Regions from separate parts of the Sus scrofa genome. Here region 2 is linked to region 1. A link is a contact called in public HiChIP or PLAC-seq data. All regions are on one chromosome and are shown on one strand. The core of a region is the stretch at or near the end of the contact, and the rest is flanking DNA. Distances in the headings are between cores, read along the strand shown. Region 1 holds the start of SEC24A (SEC24 homolog A, COPII coat complex component). Region 2 holds the start of CAMLG (calcium modulating ligand).

Region 1 (2,700 bases), core at 52-2,551:
TTCCAACGGGCAATTAAGCATTTTAGAATTATTCTACTACTTGTTTCCAAGAACCAAAGTTTTACAAGTAAACTAGTGACTTGGCAAACTGTTGGCAGAAAACGTCTTATATAATAATAGCAATTATAGCAAACTTAGTAAATCACAATATAGGACAATTCAAAGAATCCTAGAAGGGGTACACAATTAGAAGACAGCCTCATACCCAATGAAAAATTATAGTGCCACATGCACACTCTGGTCAGAGGTTCAGAGACGTGTACAACCGCTTCCCCAGTGATCTAAAGACCTCTGGAAATTGAACAGATCCTCCCCTTAACTTAGTTGTTTCGAAGCTGAAAACCACAACAGGTGGCCTAACTACAATTCGGGGAAGGTTCAGGGAGAGATGAGCGGGCCCTAAAGAGGTCTCCCCAAAACATGCACTCACTCGTTCATCTCCGCCAATTCACACTGAGTATGACGCCCACCCCACTGCGGAACTGGAATGAATCAAACCCCAAATCCTGCTCTCTACGAGACGTGAGTGAGGCGGCGCGGAGGGGAAAGGCACATAAACAGACACTATGAGCCTTGGATGCGAATTGTGAGGTACGGCCCGCCTCCGTATTCCTCACTCACGTAAACCCTGGACGTTACATACAGCAAGGGCTCAACAACTGTCTGCTGAACGAATGAATAAATAATGAAAAACGAAACACTAAGACGAGCCGCGGTCTCCGTGGCGGGGCCTCGCACCCTGAGCCGCTCCCGACCCCGGCAGAGAGGTCACCCTCCCCTCCTCGGTCGCCTCAGGCGGCGGCAGCAACCAAAGGTCAACTCGAGCCGGGGGCCCGAACTTGGTCGTCCTCCCGCCCCCACGCCCCCTCTGAGCGGCACTTACCGTTGCTGTAATGAGACCCCGAGGCTGGGGCGGCCCCGTTCTGGGCCTGGAGGCCCGTGGGGGCGGCGCCGGAGGCCGGTATCCCGGGCTGGGACATGACGACGGTGTTCGTCGGGACTGGAAGGGGCTGGTCGGGGTCTGCGACAGCGCCAAGCCGACCCGAAAGACCACTGCTGGAAGCGGAGGGAGGGGGCCAACGACTTAGGGCTGGTGCAGGGAGAGAGAGCCGGAGGCGCATAAAGCCCTAGGCATGGCGCCACAGTCTCCCCAGCCCGCCGGCGGCCATGGCCTGGCCTGGGTGCTGAGGCTCGAGAGTCGTGCCGGCCGGGCCGGGAACGCCGGGCTGGGAGGAAGCAGCCGAGCGGAGAGAGACCGAGGGAGGCCCCAGCCGGAACTGCCTGTCAGCCGCCGGCCGCGCAGGCGCAATCGGGACACGTGGCACTTCCGGCTCCGGCCTCTCCCCCCTCCGCCGCCGCTGTCGCCGCCGGTGAGCTCTTCTCTCCCTGTGGGGCTGCCCAGAAGCCACCTGACTGCTCCGGGTGTCCCGGCCCGAAGGACCGTGCTTGGCCGCGCCTGCCACGTCACTGATTCTCACCAGCGACCGGAAGTGGCGTGTCACCGATACGGAAATCCCCACCGCGTGAACGTCATCTCGCCGGCACTGCCGGGATCCAAGCGCAATCCCGGCTTCAGTGGCAGCTTTCAAGGGGTGGGATGGACAGTTCCTCTTCTCTAGTTTTTGTGAAGATGAGCTGAGACGACAGACATCATCATCCCCTGCTGAGACTATACCTCGGATAGCTGGACCGATTAATGTTCGTCGCAGTATTTCATATTTCGTCATATTACAGGTGTAAATTGTAAGGAAATTTTTTAAAGGGGTGGTTAATTATGCACATATGGTAAAAGTAATCAAATCCAAGAGGAGGCCTTTGCTTTTTGACCGGAGGATTCAGAAGTAATTTTAGTTTTCAAATTCGCTGATTCATAGCATAGTCACCCCAAATCTCATTAACATCTTATTTAAATGGCAGTTTTAGTTCCTCTTCTAAGAGTTTACAGTAAGGTGCAACAAACTGCCTTTTCAGGCAACGAGGGTTTTTTTTTTTTTTTTTTGGCAAGTTGACTTTTTACTTCTGAGGCCAAAGGGAGGTAGAAACTGGAGTAATTAGACAACATAGTTAACTAATGATCTCAATCCTCATCTTAGCCACCTTCATTATACTTAGGTTTTCCTGTTCTGAGCTGATTGATAAAGCGCTTCTTGAAACAACAGATTTGTACTGTTGATTAAAATGTCATGCCTAGGGTGCCAAAACCTGAGAAAGGTGAAATACATCTTATTTAATTCATTTGCAATCAAATGCCTGCTATGAAATGTTATATTACATACAAAAAAGAGTAAGAACTAAACTGCTAAGGCCTGAAAAAGGAACAGTAATAATTCAAATAACTATTACCCTTTATCCTTTTTCTGTCACCTGTCTCAGATGTGTAAAAATGTGTTTGCTGTGTGTGAAACTGAAAAATCAAACTCCTTGTACAAGATACAAGTACGAAGTCTTCTTTGGGATGAAGATGATAATTTTCATCCAACTGTTTTCAGCTGAGAGCCCCTATAACAAAATCCCAAATCATATATCCCAAGAACACCTGAAAACAGACAAAAACACAAGCCTCTCAGTGGCTTAAACAGAAAATCCTCAGAACTGAACCTCCCTGAGGTCAGACTGAAAAATCAGTATTGCTCTTCAAAAGAGCAGATCCTTATACCTGGTCTCAAACTTGCATTGGTTTAATTCTCTTTATTTTCTTTT
Region 2 (2,700 bases), core at 139-2,638, 74 kb before region 1:
ACAAATTTTAACATAATAGAACAACATATACAATGTACCTTGAGAAAGAAAATAAATGCTTCAGGAAAGAACACATATTCTGCTATTAATCCTTAAAGGGGAAAATACGTCTTCTCACCATTGTTCTAGAATTTGAAACAATACTCTTACCTCTCTTGGTACTTTTAAGTCGCAAACCTGTGAACTGTCTAGAAGTTCAGAGCTACATAGCTAAAGGCCCACAAAGAAGTTAACACAAAGATCTACAGAACTTGCAACCAGTGACCAAAGGCCAAATACTAACTGCAATGCTCAGTGGAAACATAGAGAATCTGACATAATATCAAGTGCTCAGTGAATATTCACAGAAAAAAAATTTTAAGAGACTCTTTGTAAACGTCACCTGGAGAGAAACGAGGAACTCTCTTCAGCGTCAAATTCAGTTCCTGACATCACTTAACCTCAATCTCAGCACACTAGGAGATAAGACCTCACTCAGATGGACACGTCCCACTTGCTGGGTCTCTAAAGAACGGTCCTTGCAATGTTTTTCACCTGTTTTGGAAGGCCTGTCGAGAAGGGTTGAGGGCACCAAACCCAGACACGAAGCTCTGACCATGAGCCCCCGATCCGCGTAGGAAGGACCAGGGGGCACTTCAGTAAAGACAAGTGCATGCGGGCCGACAGTTACAGCAAAGGGCAAAAGAAGGGAGACGGTAGGGAAGGCAATGGAAGGGAAAAAGCTTCAGAAACGGAAAGAAAGGAAGGCACAAGAGCCAGAGCAGTCTGGGGATAAGATGTGCGTCCTTCAAGCAAGGCAAGGGGGGGAAGGGGCCCCCTCTGGGTAACTGGCCAGAGGGTCTCAGGAGCGAGCTTCGCCGCCGGCGGCAGAGGTGGGGACCACCTCAGGGCGAAGCCCCCCCACTGGAAAACTGAAGAGAGAGACTAGAAACGTCCCTGGGTTAGGAAGTGAGAACTTGGGACCCCCAGCTAAGGAGCGGGACCAGAGGGGAGGTCAGAGAGCAAGGCTTGGTCAAAAAGGTCGGCAGGGTGGAGGGAAACGATCCACAAGACTCCTAGGGACCGGCGTGCGGGGGGGGGGGGGTAACTAGGGAAACGGAGGCTCTCACCCGCGCTGCTCCCCGGCCTGTGAAAACCCATGATCCGATTGATGCGCTGTTCTGAGTTCATGAGCAGCTTTCTCCGCCGCAGCTCGGCCCGACGCTGGGAAGCGGACAGGCCTGAGCCCGCCAGGGCCCCCGGCCGGTCCCCGCTGTCGGTAGCGACGGTGACCGGCTCCATCTTCCCCTCCATAACCCGGGAGTGGTGACGACGACGGGGGCGGCGGCGGCTGCGGCAGCGCGGATGACTTCAGGCCGGGCCGCCGGGCGCGCGTGCCCCAGTCTCTGTGGACCCGCCCCCCCGAGCGCGAGGCCGCAGACGCGGCCTCACCATGCGCGCCGCCTGACGGGACCAAACGCGAGGCTTGCGCCGCCATCTTGAATGAGGGCATCGGTGGCCGTCCCAATTCCTTGGGCAGGGCTGGCTCTCGCTGTTTCTCTTCCCCGCGACTCGGTCTTCCTGCAGTTCAGTCGGAGGTGAAGAAAAGCGGCACCTAGCCTGACGCAAGGGCACCGGATAGGAACGAGAAATAGACGACCGCTCCTCGGCGGTGCCAGGAAGCAAAATGGAGGTTGCAGCGGCAGGTACTGGTTTCCGGTGACCTCCTGCGGCCTTGCGTATAGGCCTGGGGAAGAGGTTAACTGCGAGAGTGACGCTTCAGGGAGCTCTGGGCGTTTGGGGTTTGTTCTTGGTGCTGATTCCTCATCTGTCACTGCGCTTCCCCCAAGTACATGGCTAGTTTGTTTCGCCTGTCTTTGTTCAAGATTCTCCCATTGAAGTCTCCTCTGTCCATTCTCTTTAAATTACCACCCCTTAGGAGTTTCCATTATGGCTCAGGGGTAACGAATCTGACTAGCATCCATGAGGACGCAGGTTGGATCCCTGGCCTCGCTCAGTGGGTTAAGGATCCCGCGTTGCCTTGAGCTGTGGTTTAGGTCGCAGATGCAGCTCCGATCCGGCCTTGCTGTGGCTGTGGGGCTACAGCTCTGATTCAACCCCTAGCTGGGGACGTCCACATTCAGTGAGCGTGGCCCTAAAAGAAAGCAAAAAAAAAAAAAAAAAGACAAAAATAAAATAAATTACCACCCCCTCTCAACACTCCTTATTCTCCTTATCTGCTTTTTCTCCTTAATACTTACAACCGACTCACAAGCTAAATGTACTTTTTTTGTGTATTGTCTGTTTTCTCATTAAGTAAAACATAACTCCATGAAGACATGCACTGTTGGGTTGACGGCTGGAACAGTGAGTGCTCAGCAAGACAGACTTAACCGTTAGGCCATGTTAAGGGCCAGCAATAGGAACCTAAGAAAATTTTTCATTTGATTTTCTTTTAAAATCAGAAGAAATGTGTCATAATTTTTATATAGTGACGAATCCAGCTTGGATTATAGTCGTTCCCATACCAACAGAGTCATAAAATATAATTTTAGGAATGTGTTTATGGAGGAGAGAGCCCACGAAAACAGAGTACCGAGGGCCCACAGAAGTCGTCGTTCAGCCCTGGCGCTAAGTAATAACTATTTGAGTGAGTAAATTGATAAAGGAGTTGAATCCCTCAACAGCCCTTGCTTCATGGACGACGTAGCCAGTTTACAT

The links. HiChIP or PLAC-seq counts read pairs in DNA pulled down with a chosen protein or histone mark.
Region 2: an H3K27ac HiChIP or PLAC-seq map of alveolar macrophages shows a contact between it and region 1. The contact joins the promoter of CAMLG here to the promoter of SEC24A in region 1. A contact is called at or near these places in 5 of 47 Hi-C or Micro-C datasets (epiblast stem cells, fetal heart ventricle, heart right ventricle and 2 more) and 2 of 2 datasets of contacts at active chromatin or transcription factors (alveolar macrophages and skeletal muscle).

What each region holds. Positions count from the first base shown.
Region 1 is chr2:136,882,651-136,885,350 of Sscrofa11.1, reverse strand. SEC24A (SEC24 homolog A, COPII coat complex component) reads right to left here and starts at 1,301. Exons shown (of 23, transcript NM_001243924.1): 1 at 884-1,301. The coding sequence starts at 1,121.
Region 2 is chr2:136,956,314-136,959,013 of Sscrofa11.1, reverse strand. It overlaps CAMLG (calcium modulating ligand), which reads right to left and starts at 1,388. Exons shown (of 4, transcript NM_001244893.1): 1 at 1,110-1,388. The coding sequence starts at 1,293. LOC102164588 (a long non-coding RNA gene) reads left to right here and starts at 1,482. Exons shown (of 3, transcript XR_298148.3): 1 at 1,482-1,685.